3 separate regions of the Mus musculus genome follow, and all the other regions are linked to region 2. The links are chromatin contacts, called in public HiChIP or PLAC-seq maps. All regions are on one chromosome and are shown on one strand. Each heading gives the region's core, a stretch centred on a gene start, on an enhancer-like site or on the middle of the called end of the contact. The rest is flanking DNA. Distances are from core to core; before and after follow the strand shown.

Region 1 (3,819 bases), core at 1,117-3,616, 110 kb before region 2:
AGACTGTACCCCAAGTTCTCTTGTCGGTAGGGATCAGTCAAGGAGGACATTGGCTTAGAGAAAGCCAGTAAATGTCTCCTTTCTGCCAGGTTCTGTGGCTCAGACCTACAAGGGCCTGAGAGGAAAGAACCAGAGAGAGTGGGGAACCCCAGCTTTGCTCACTTCTTCTCCAAGTACCCCCAATACTCACCAAATGGCTTCTCTGAGTCCTGGGTCTTTATAGAATGATCAGTGACAACTCGCAGGCTTGATGTGGAATAGTCTTCATGAATCCTAGACAGGTATACTCTAAAACTCCAAGTCAGTACCTGAAGTCAACCATACACAATATAACATTTGCCATTCATACTTACCTACCGATGAGAGAGGATGATTTATAAAGTAAGTATATTAAGAAAATAGTGAGGGCCATTAATAAGATTAATTGTTATATATATATATATATATATATATATATATATATATATATATATTAGCTGGGCAGTGGTGGCGCATGCCTTTAATCCCAGCACTTGGGAGGCAGAGGCAGGAGGATTTCTGAGTTCAAGTTCAGCCTGTTCTACAGAGTGAGCTCCAGGATAGCCAGGGATACACAGAGAAACCCTGTTTCGAAAAACAATATATATATATATATATATATATTCAATTAACTGTTCTAACAATACAGTGAAATAAAAGGCCTATGTATCCTTACTCTTGGACACTTGGACATCAGGACCATCAATAAGTAAAGTAGGGATCACTGAAACACAAGCACTGTGATACCACGGCAATTGATCTGAAGAGTGAGACAGCTACTAGTGAGTTGTAGTGTATACAGTATATTTGTGCTGGCTTGTTTTATATCAATTTAACATAAGCTAGAGTCATAGGAGAGGAGGGAGTCTCAACTGAGAAAATGCCTCCACAGGATACAGCTTTAGGCAAGCCTGTAGGGCATTTTCTTCATTAGTGATCCATGCAGGAGGGCCTAGCCCATCATGGGAGGGTCACTCCTGGCCTGGTGGTCCTGGGTGCTGTAAGAAAGCAGATTGAGCAAGCTAGTAAGCAGTCCTCCATGGCCTCTGCATTAGCAGGTGACTCCAGGTTTCTGCCCCGCTTGAGTTCCTGCCTTGACTTCCTCCAATGTTGAATAGTGATGTGGACGTGAAAGCCAAGGGTTTCCCTGCCCTCTTGGCTTTTAGTTATGGTGTTTCATCACAGCAGTAGTAACTATATGTTGGACAAAAGAATGACTTGCATACCAGGGGGAAGCAGGCAGGACGGCCAGAGTTCATTATGCTACTCAGAATGTGGACACATTGAAAGGTGAATTGTTTGTTTATTAAAAAAGCAAAACAAGCAAAAAACAAAAAACCCTCTCACCCAGTACCATAAAACTTTATAATATGTGGTGTACTACAGGGAGATGAAGTTCTTAGAATCAAGCAGAGTGCGTGGCTGTGTCTTACTACGCCTGGTGAAACACAGGCATATCTGACACACCTGTTTGAAAGGTGCCAAGTGCTACCAAGAATGTCACCAAAAAGGCACCTGTGATAGAGGTCCTATTTTTTATTGTCCTACCTTATGGGTGCCTTTAAACATCTGGCTGTCGCAAAGGTCTCTGCCTCCTTTTCCACTTTTGCTTTCTCTAATCAAAGGTCATCCAGTATGTTCACTGGGGTGGTGGGGGTGCTGATGCCTGAACCCAGTAAGCACCCTTCTCCCATTTCCTAGTGTTGTGACATCATAAGCTACAGTGTGAAATTCGAGTTTGGATGCAAAGAAACGGTGTTGGATCCGATTTCAGAACACTCTGGGAAGTGGCCATGTCCAAGGCTTAGCTGTACCCCAACAGCCCAGAGAAGAGAAGAAAAAAGAAAGCGATGTGGCTGTTAACACAGTAGCAGGGAGTTTTTTTTTTTTTTTAAAGAAGAGAGAAGAGAGAAAAGAAAAACAAAAAGAAAAAGAGGGAAAGGAAAACGGAAAGAGAAGAAAAGGAGAAAAGAGAAGAAAAGGAAAGAGAAGAGAAGAGAAGAGAAGAGAAGAGAAGAGAAGAGAAAAAAGAAGAGAAGAGAAGAGAAGAGAAGAGAAGAGAAGAGAAGAGAAAAGAAAAGAAAAGAAAAGAAAAGAAAAGAAAAGAAAAGAAAAGAAAAAAGAAAAGAGACAAAAACTTTCCCCCCAGAGGCTGTAATTTGACTGCTGTCTTTGGCAAAGCTCCAGAGAGCAAGCTTAATCTCTTTCTGAGCTGCCTCCTCCTCTCTGCCTCTTTCCTCCCGCAGGGCCCCGTGGAGGCGGGCGGGGACCGCAACCCGCTGCAGCGGACCGAGGAGCGGGGCGGGGCGGGACACGCCGGGAGCAGAGTGGGAAAGAGGAAGTGGAGCCAGGCGAGCTGCAGGGCTCGGGGCCGCCGGAGCCGGCGCTGGAGCGCAGCGCACCGCGGAGCCAGCGCTCGGGAGCCGCCCCTCTCCCGTAAGCTCCGCCGAGACTATTCCAGGGACCAGACAAGGGAAGCCGGGGACCTCGGCCACGCGCCCCGAATCTGCAGGTGGGAAGAGCGGGATCGCAGTGCCTGGCCCTGGGCGGGGGGGGGGGGGGGGGGGGGGGGGGGGGGCGGGGCGGGGGGTGTCTCTGAGCGCTGCTCCTGGGAGGGGACTGATGGGGTCGTTGGCAGTCGACTGATGGGGTCGACTCAGGCAGGACCTGCTAGCCCGGCGCTCCCGCCCCTTGCTGCAGCCACCCGGGTTGCAGTTTGCAGCTCCGCGAAGTTTGCTCAAGCGCGCCGTGTGCCACCCGCGCCCCCAAGTCAAGCGGAACTATCCCCAAATAGGACAGTCTGGACAACACCCCAACAGCGGTGCGGGCGCGATGGCGGGGAGTGCTGTGTGCTCCAGCTAGGAGCAGTCCTGCGTGGGGCAGAAACTCGCGTGGGCGCCCCCAAATCAGCAAGTCAGCGCTTTATAGGAGTGACCCGGGAGTCTAGAAGCTGTGCCCCATCCGTCACCCGGACACACGGTAATACCTAGCTGGCTACGACTGTGTGGACTGTTGGCCAGAGGAAAAGGTTGTTGGGGGGCGGGCAGCAGGCCCCGGGGTGACTGCTAGAGCAGACCCCCTCTTTGTGTCCCCCATGGAGTCTCAGAGCTCTACAGTCCAGGACGCCCAGTGAGGAGAGGGTGGTTGGCTTCCTCAGTTTCACAATGTTCCTGAGAAACAATGATGTAGCTGATTGCTTGGATGTGTTGTATGAAGTTGGTATGTGTAAAGCTGACTGTGTGTGCAACCCTGGAATTTCATTAAGCTCTGGCGGCTCTTGGCGCTCTCTTTGTACCACCTTCAGGTGGCCAGAGCTTACTGCACCTATTTTGACAGCGATTTTATCTTCTCAGGAAACCCAGTCACCTCGGGAGGGTTGTTTTGGGGATTAGGGGCACTCTGGATACAAACTGAATACACATTGGATACAAAACCAGTAGGATGCCTTAAGTCTGGGTCAGATTTAACGTTTAATTGAATTCCAGGCTTAGATTGCGTTAAAACCTGTGGTCAGCCTGTTTGAATTCTCAGTTTCTGGAGTTCGCATACTTTCAAAGAATAGATGAGTTTTGGTTTTTGTTGTTGTTGTTAAACTGATGTTTTTTTTGTTTTTTTTTTTTGTTTTGTTTTGTTTTTAAAGTGTATCCAAGTCTATCGTGTCAGAGATCTAAAACCTCTCAACTTTAGCCTTACACTGTGTGGGACGTGAGGAAAAGCAATCCTGGTAGCTTGTACTTCCTCACTGTTAAAGCAGTGTATATGAACCACATAGTTTTAATTGGTTTTACCCCTTTCAGTCCA
Region 2 (4,343 bases), core at 447-2,946:
ATACCTGGAAGAAAGGCTGGTGGGAGTGTGTGTGTGTATGTGTGTGTGTGTGTGTGTGTGTGTGTGTGTGTGTGTGTGTGTGCCATTGGCAATTGCATTCATCAAGCATTTGGTTCATGGTACCATTTACAATGACTGACGTAACAAAATGTCTAAATAGGTTAAAATCTAAATGTCTACAAGAGAATGGAATGCAAGGTCCATTTTGAAGGTACATCATCGGCGCGCTCATTTTTACAGATTATAAGTGGTTTAGCTCGTCTTCAGAGGCAACAAAATCAAAGTGATATTTATCCATGAGGAAGATATAAAAAAGCCACCAGCCTGTAACTTTTTCTTGGCCACTGGGTTTCCCCTAGGCACCTGAAAAGGGAGCATGTGCAGAAGGCCAGGCAACAGCCTGTGTTCCTGCACTCTGAGTGGAGCTACCAGTTATTCTACTTTTGCCTTACTGTGTAAGAAGAGGAGGTACCAGGGCTCCCCAGAGGAGATGAGCTGGAGCCAGGTGGACTCTTTATAAACCTCAGGATTGGGGAGGGAAAATTGGTGTGCAGTAAATAGTCTGAAGTCAGACCAGTTTGATCCACAAGCCCAGAGAAGCACCGGCTTAGATCTCTGCTCTTTTTTTTTCTTTCACATCAGCATTAGGGGAAAGTCGTAGGGTTTGTTTTTCTACCCCCCTCCTCTCCTCCCCCTGAGCTCCTGAGGGGAAGATATCACATATCAGAGAGGGCCCTATGTCTGAGAAGCCCCTCAGAGGCCTCAGTGTATTCGGATTTTTATCTTCAGAGTTCAGAAAGATATAAACACGGGTTGGGGACAGGACCAGACTTTTCTCCTTTCTAGGGAAAAAAACGCTAATGGTGGACTGGTGCCTCCAGACACCCTCTGAAGTGACTGGAGACCAGACTGACAAATGTTCCTCCAGGCCTCTCAGGCCTCCTTTCTCCTTGCAGCAAAGCCTAGTTGTGCAACCCTGTTTGTTTTGATGGGATTAAAATCTCCATTTCTAAGTCTCTACTCTGCCTATTGTTTTTCAAAAGGGACAAGAGACTAGTGAGACAGGAATATAATGTGTGCCGATTCTGGCATTTGCAACCAGTGGATCTTGGCTTATTTTTCAGAAGAGCAACAAAACCAAATTCCCCTGCCTGTTATACTCTCAACAATGTTGCTTCCTTCTCCTGATTCTCGCAGTCTCTTTCACTGTTATCAGACAAACTCCTTGGAAGCTTCATCCAACCCAGACTCCCACGTAGAATCTATTATATGCACCTAAAATAAAAACCAGAGTACCACCTTTAGATATTGACAGAATTCTCTTTCCAGGGGACATTTTAGCCAGGCCCTCTGTAAACCAGTCTGAACCAGCTGCAAAAGCAGCTGTAGAGCGGGAACAGCTACAGTTTTCTAGTCTCAAAGACACCTTATCACAGTGACTTTGTTCTATCTAGACTAATGGGAGGAGAGTACGGACTCCCTGGAGGTCTTTGAATCGACCACACTCTACCTTCTGAGAACAATAGTTCTGAATTGCAAGCTGCATCTAGCACAGCTCCAAGGATAGACCAGATTGGGGAGGCAAGGCCCTGAAAAGCTAGGACTGGGTGGAGTGGCCTCTTTGATGGTGACACTGCAGTCCCACTGCAAACTCGCCATGTTTATTATATGCAGTTGAACAGGGAGGCAGAGTTGGTTTGTATGGCTGAACAAGGAGGCGGAGTTATTGCATACAGATAAACAAGGAAGCAGGGTCATTATATACACTTGAACAAGGAAGCTGGTTTAGCTAATCTTCTTAGGAACAGTCTCTGTAGGAAACAGTTGTCGGAGTGTTACACACCAAGGAGGAGATGTGGACATTCTTTATACCCACTAACAACATTCACACCCCCACAAGGAGTGAAGGCTTGGCCATTCCCTGAACCTAGCCCAGGAAAGACTTCCCACTTTCCCATGAGTCTTAGGCACTGGGGTCCTTGATATGGCTCCGCCCATGTCACTAAGACACACACACTCAAGCATGCACACTCAAGCATACACTCATGCATACACTCAAGCATGCACACTGGCTCCGGGCTCCCTGCACTCCCTACATTTGTTTTGCTTTACTTTTGAAACAGAGCCGGGCTAGCCCAAGCTGGCCCCATGTCTCAGCTTTCTGGGGCTTATGAGCATAAAGTTTGCAGTTGTGTAGTTGATTCAACTTCATTTTTCATTTTTTAAGATTGATTTGGGGGAGTAGGGAAGGTATGCAGTGCATGCCACATGTCCAGAATAACATTGGATTCCCTGGATGTGGAGTTCCAGGTAGTTGTGAGCTGCCTGGTGTGAGTTCTGGGAGGTAGCCCCTGTCTTCTAGTAGAGCATCAAATGCTTTGGTTGGGATGTAGCCACACATTATGACAATACCCCTGTGCTGAAATGAGCCCTTTTTTGCTCATCTACTTGATAATTTGGGTTTCAGAATGCAACTTTGTAGACATTGGGATGATGTTAATGAGCAGCCAGAGCGTGACCTGAGAGGCAGACAAAGTAGACTGTCAGCTGATGCTGAAACCTGGGGAGGGAGTTTTACCCTTGCTGAGAGCTGAATTAGGAGTTCTGCTTCCTGCTGGGTAAGGAATCATGGGGATTACAGAGTCCAGCATGTCCCCGATTCATGCATCAGCCCAGGGTTACCCATGTTGGTGGGACCACTTTTAAGAGGCTAAATTGTCTTAAAGCCTGAAGGAAGTCGGTCTGTGGAACTATCAAGTAGGTCATGATGCCATTGCATCACCTGGAGTTGTGGAATCTTTGATTCATACCTTTGGAAATGTGTTTTTGAAGGCAAGAAACTGTTGCAGGAGATATTTTAAAAGGCATTTTCCTGAGCTAATGCCAGCTCCTCTCTGGCCCCAGCAACCTCACTGCCTCCATGGCTAGCCTCATGTACTGAACTGCCCACCCACCTTGCGGTTCTCTTGGAGCGGATTCTGCTCTCATTCCCAGCCACACATCCACTGTGGTCAGTGGTCCCAAATCCCAGAAACCCAGTAAAATCCAAACTCTAGAGCCTTGTAATTTATAAGTCAGGTTTATATCAGTAAATTCTCACCCGACAAAAAGCCCACACAATGAACTCAGAACCAATTGATATAAATTGCCCACCTAGATAAGACAAACTGTCTTGTAATTATCCATCCCTTATAAGATATTCATAGCTACCTGTGGCTATTTAAAGCCACGTGGAATCTGGATCGTCTTTCTCTTCCTCCATCTTCCCTCCTTCTCCTCTCTGTCCTTTCCCATCTCTAAAAATCTCTTCCTGTCTTCCATTTCCACTGCCCAATCACTGGCTCTCACCTTAACTTGTGCCTGCCCTCACCTTCATATAGACATCAATTTCCAAGAAGCTCTAGATCTCTCATCTTAGTAGTTGAGGTATAATCTGGATCCAAGACATGGTAGCCACTCAGCCAGGATAACAAGGTCCAGGAGAGCTGGGACCCCACACATCCCAATCCCTGACCTTGGTTCCTTTCCACACCTCTTTTCATGCACAATAAAAGATGATGCTGATTGTACAAAATAAGTTTAGCTTTGGGGGTGCTTTGTATTCCTCAACCAGTAAGGTGATAACTGGGAGTAATGGGAGAAGCTTGACTCCTTTTTACTTTTGGAGTGGCTTAATTCACTGGATCTTACCGTTTTGCTATGACTAATTCATCTAGACCCTTAAGTCAGTGTTCCGTTCAAAGCCATATTAACAACTGGGTAATTATCTCTGGCTTCAGGTCCTATATATAGCACAAATGGCTAACTGGATACACGTGGTTACTTCCTATGGCCCCTAGAAGCTTCAAGACAGAGTAGACTCACCAGCTTCCCATCTATCAGCACATTCCTTTGTGCCTCCTTCTTTTAGATCGCTGATGTTCATTTTACTCTGAAAGTGCTGGGTAGGGAAATTTGAGGTGCAGTTTATATTTATGAAAAGACCCCATCCACGTGGCCAGACAATAACAGTCTCTGTCTATGCAGCTCTGCCCAGTGTTTAGAATAGGAGAATACACACGCACACACACACACACACACAAAGAGAGGGAGAGAGAAGAAAGAGAGAGAGAGAGAGAGAGATTAAAAAATAAGATCATTTCAGCTTAGAAAAGGACAGTTCCTGAAAGAGGACCTGTTAGAATAAGCATTGCCTTAACTATGCTGTGTAACTCTGTGGTCTATACACACAAGGGAACAAAATCAGCTTGGGTGATCGGCATCTGTATGAGCACCCTGGGCCCACAGGCAGTAAAGCATCCTGACAGGTGGGCCTTTTCTCCCCACCTCGCACCTCTTACCTG
Region 3 (4,248 bases), core at 1,428-3,927, 89 kb after region 2:
TTCCAGTTCCAGGGGATCTGACACCATGTTAAGACTCCATGAACGCCAGACTCACACATGATATACATACACACGCCAAGGGAGGCAAGACATGCATACACAGAGAATAAAAATAAATCCTAAAGGAGAAAGCACGTGGTCCAGCAGCTCATTCCAAACTTGTTTGGGAGCCTACAAGTAGGACAGAAAGATGCAGAGGGAAGCCATAGCAGAGAGCTCCAGTCAGTGAAGGGTGCACCTTTCTCCTCAGAAGTCAGAAGAAAGTCTAGATTCACCTGCAAACAACCAGAGTTCGGTGTGATGTCACTGCCTCAAGAAACAGCAACATTCTATTTCCAGGTGTTTTTGATGTTGTTGTTCTCTTTGAAGCAGTAACAAAAAATCTTATTGTTCAAGTTTGGTTTTTTTACAAATATAATATCAGACATCTTTTCTATAGTCAAAAACGACCAAATGGCTCATTTTTCATGCTGTCTTGATCTGCGTGACATTCTGAAGATCCCACTAAATCAGACCCTGTCTCAAACTTTATTCATACCATGTCAATTTGTAGCCAACAAAAGTAGTTTTGTTTGTTTGATTTTCTGTTTGGTAGTAAGACGACTCACTTCTTGACCTTTTGGCTAAGGTCAAGTGTGATAGTAAGACGAACCCAGGGACTTGCACAAACTACACATGCCACTGCTGAGCTACACACCCAGCTTCCCAGTGAAGACATTGACCATCTTGTGGCTTTTCTTAAGTAGTACTTGTGAATATCTTCAGTTTTCAAAGTCATTTTAGGCAGCTTCCTTAAAATGTTGATGTGCAACAAATCCTATAGGGCTATCAGCCGTATCACTAATTTAAAATGTTGATGTGCAACAAATCCTAAAGGGCTATCAGCCGTATCACTAATTCGTATTCCCTAAGTCCCATGGAGAGCTCTCAAACAGTAGCAAAGGCCATGTCCTTTCTCAATAAATGAATTCAAAGTTGGGAGAAATCCTGAGAAAATGTCTGTGGTTTTACAAAGGCTTTAGTTTTCAGTTGTGTATGGTGTGGACTCAGTTTGTGAGAGAACATCCTGAAGTTGGACATTGGAGGTTTTATAATCCAAAAAGGAGAGGCTGAGACAGGTTAGAGGAGGAGCCCGTCTAAGATGGCGCTCCATGTTGACTGCCTCGTGAAGCCTTTGAAAGGTCGAGCTGCAGCCACTGCCGCTGGTGGCTATGACTCTGGACCATTCAGGGATGACAATAACCCCCTGGCAATTCAGCAACTAAAAATTCAGTTCCTTTTGGGTGATCCTCGACGGATAGCCTCACCCCATAAACACAGATATGCCAGCCCCCATCCTTGAGATCCAACAACAGGCCACTGAGTGTGCAATGCAGCTTGCCTGGTGTTTCCTTCTGAGAATTTTTTACTTTGTATCCAGGAGATCCAGAGCTTGCTAACCAACTGGGAGGGGCCTGACCTCACCAGCTATGGGGAGCTGGTGCTTGAAGGAACCTTCCGCATCCAGAAGGCCAAAAAGGAGAGGACTCTTTTTCTCCTGGACCAGCTGCTGCTCATCACAAAAAAGAGAGATGACACGTTTACATACAAGGCTCACATCCTGGTGGGTCTTCACGGGGTGGCATGCAAGGCCTGGGGGTGGCTCTTTGTGTCCCATGTGTGCCTGATGCACTGTGCTCTCTGCTGCAGTGTGGCAACCTCATGCTTGTAGAGGTCATACCAAAAGAACCGCTCAGCTTCAGTGTCTTCCACTACAAGAACCCCAAGCTTCAGCACACAGTTCAGGTAACAGGGCTACTCCGAGGTCCCCAAAGGGGAGAGGTGTGCTGGACCCAGCCGCCATCTCTGTTGCCTCACTTCTGACAATTTAAATCTCCCATTGCAGGCCAAATCCCAGCAAGACAAACGTCTCTGGGTTCTGCACCTGAAGAGATTAATTCTGGAGAACCACGCAGCAGCAGCAAAGATCCCAGCTAAGGTGAGAGAGAAACGTCAGCCAGCACACCATAATGTAGAAAGGACCCAGGCGGGGGTTTGGGGGGGACACATGGCGGTGTGGGGTCTGACGAGGAAATAAGGCCTAGCTTCACAATGGAGCCTGAAATCCCAGCACTGAGGAGGCTGAGTCAGGAGGCTGGCCAAGTCTGCAATAAGGCATTTCAGAGGTTATATTGACATATAGACAAAAGAGAGTCAGTGGCACCCACTAGAGATTTAGGGGTGGAGATACACACATATATATAAAATAAGGAAGCTTATAGAGAATAGAAACTAAACTACTGGGAATCACTGCCACCCCCCATTCCCTACCCCCATCCCCCTGTGTTGGGTCCCGTGGGAACAGTGGAAAACCAAGCCCAGTTTGGCGGGAAAGGAATTTACCAGCAGAGAGCCAGCTGCCCGCCTAACCCAGATCTGTTTGTCGGCCATGGGGAAACAATAGCGTTGAAAGCCAGGTGGCCCCGGGGAGGGGGGGTGGGGTGGGGGGGTGGCAAAAGGACAAAGTGTTCAGGTCTAGCCAGTAAGGGCAGGAAGGAAAATACCTCCTGCTTTCTTGAAGGGTGAGGAATGTCCTTCTGAAGTTGGGGAGGGGGAAGGGCGGAACTAGGCTGAGACAACAAAGTCACAAAAACACAAGTGACACCCTGTTTGCCAAACACAGCTGGTGTTGGGACAGGAGGACCAGGAAATGGGGCAGGAATGCGGCTGGGGAAGTAGTCTAGGGAGCAGAACACAAGGCGCAGATGCAAAGCAGGTCACCCAGGCAAAGGGAACAGAAGTCACCTCTGACATTGTGCTTGAGTTGCGGGAAGACCTCTGGGTTGGGAGTTAGCCAGACTGGCTCACAGAGGTGGCCTAACTGGTTAGATGGGAGTGGAGGAGCATCTGGCCGGTGAATGGAGGTGGAAATTCAGGTTCTGGCAGCCCAGGATTAGGAGAGGCAGTGACTGAGGCCCTAAGGCTTGACAGGGCTAAGGCCCACAAGAATGTATAAAGGAAACAAGGTTGCCCCTTGCTCTGAGGAGACTGGGAGGGGTAATGGGGGAAGGGGCTTGTAATGTGGGGAAGCAAGGGGGAGGGGGAGGGGCTTCGATCGAGATGTAAAGTGAATTTTAAAAAAATTATTAGGGAAAAAAAGAGGAGTCTTAGGAATCTCAGCAAGTCACCTGCTGGGGGAGGGGCACCTGGAAGACCAGAGAGAACAGCAGAAACCCAGTAAAGAGCAGGAAGGGACAGCTGGTGAGGAAGGAGGGGACAGAAGAACCTCCACCTTGAGAGGGCAAAACAGATGCAGAGTGTGGGTTCGACAACTGGGATTTTTGCAATGGGTTGAAAGAAATTAGAGAACAGACTGGTACCGACTGCCCCACCCCCAAAGTTCAAAAAGATGCAGTTTAGAGAAAACTCATCAAAGCAAAGCTCACTATCTGGGTGGAAAACACAATATAGGTTTCTGAGTTGTCTGGGGAGACTAAGAGGCAGGATGCAACAGGATGCAGAAGAGCAGTTTGTCAAGGGAGGTGGAAGGAATGGGGCCCGTAAGCACAGGGATGGTAGAGAGGAGCCTTGGAAAGAGTCTGGCGGGGAACTGAGGAGAATTAGGAAATCATAAAGGATCAGAGACACTACTGTGAGTGACGACACAGGAAGAGGGTTTGTCCTTGAAAATGGAGAGAGTCAGATTCGATGCAAAGGAAGACGATCCTGTCACTGGAGGTGACTCAGGTCCCATCTGGAAGACGCCAAAGACCTGACTGGGGCTGTGGGACTGCTGTGTGAATCAGTTTGATGGCGTCATAACAAACCACTTAACAACTGCCCTAAGGGAGCATGGCATACAGGAGTTCCTCTGCAGGGAGGGGACAGGTGGAGCTGGGGAACAGAGAACATTGCACACTCATGAGCCTGTAGCTGCAGTGACTATGATTCCAGGCTGAACAGGGGAAAGAGACTTGCAGAAGTCAGCTGGTTCAGTGGGAAACCTGAAATCTGAAGTTGAGGATGGTCCCTGGTACCCTACCTGAGAAGCAGGGCAACGCTGGTGTGTGCATGTTCTGGGATGGCTTTACCATGCTGCTGTGGAGTAGAGGAAACAGTTATTAGAGATGACGTAGCAAAAGTCTAAAAGGGTTGGGTGTGAATGGCCATCTGTGAGGATGGTGGGATGTCTGTGATGGGACCAGGAGGAGAGAAGTAGAACAGGAAGTGACATCAGGGTCATAGAGTGGTACTGATGGGGAAAATCAG

The links. HiChIP or PLAC-seq counts read pairs in DNA pulled down with a chosen protein or histone mark.
Region 1: a contact with region 2 is called in an H3K27ac HiChIP or PLAC-seq map of embryonic stem cells, with 2.2 times the contacts expected there. The contact joins the promoter of Plekhg1 here to the enhancer-like site in region 2. A contact is called at or near these places in 3 of 39 promoter capture datasets (3T3-L1-derived adipocytes, cranial neural crest and frontonasal cranial neural crest), 2 of 484 Hi-C or Micro-C datasets (embryonic fibroblasts and nephron progenitors), 3 of 115 datasets of contacts at active chromatin or transcription factors (embryonic stem cells and neural progenitor cells) and 2 of 9 other capture datasets (adipose tissue and pancreatic islet).
Region 3: a contact with region 2 is called in an H3K27ac HiChIP or PLAC-seq map of embryonic stem cells, with 4 times the contacts expected there. The contact joins two enhancer-like sites. A contact is called at or near these places in 3 of 15 datasets of contacts at CTCF or cohesin (all in embryonic stem cells), 23 of 484 Hi-C or Micro-C datasets (8-cell embryo, the HPC-7 cell line, the MNK3 cell line and 6 more) and 13 of 115 datasets of contacts at active chromatin or transcription factors (embryonic stem cells, epiblast stem cells, stem cell-derived epiblast-like cells and 1 more).

What each region holds. Positions count from the first base shown.
Region 1 is chr10:3,738,011-3,741,829 of GRCm38.p6, forward strand. Plekhg1 (pleckstrin homology domain containing, family G (with RhoGef domain) member 1) reads left to right here and starts at 2,367. Exons shown (of 17, transcript NM_001159942.1): 1 at 2,367-2,530. Gm30164 (a long non-coding RNA gene) reads right to left here. Exons shown (of 3, transcript XR_003948984.1): 2 at 191-308.
Region 2 is chr10:3,851,200-3,855,542 of GRCm38.p6, forward strand. All of the region lies in intron 2 of Plekhg1 (pleckstrin homology domain containing, family G (with RhoGef domain) member 1), which reads left to right. Among named protein-coding and RNA genes, the nearest start is that of Gm30164, 94 kb to the left of the region's middle. Within about 2 kb of position 1,697, at least 38 of the 459 cell types and tissues checked have an H3K27ac peak or open chromatin away from gene starts, as enhancers often do. A contact at or near this core is called in embryonic stem cells, epiblast stem cells, epidermal suprabasal cells and 1 more, where this site is marked.
Region 3 is chr10:3,938,749-3,942,996 of GRCm38.p6, forward strand. Plekhg1 (pleckstrin homology domain containing, family G (with RhoGef domain) member 1) reads left to right here. Exons shown (of 17, transcript NM_001159942.1): 9 at 1,421-1,603; 10 at 1,690-1,785; 11 at 1,886-1,978. Among named protein-coding and RNA genes, the nearest start is that of Mthfd1l, 32 kb to the right of the region's middle. Within about 2 kb of position 2,678, at least 99 of the 459 cell types and tissues checked have an H3K27ac peak or open chromatin away from gene starts, as enhancers often do. A contact at or near this core is called in embryonic stem cells, epiblast stem cells, epidermal suprabasal cells and 1 more, where this site is marked.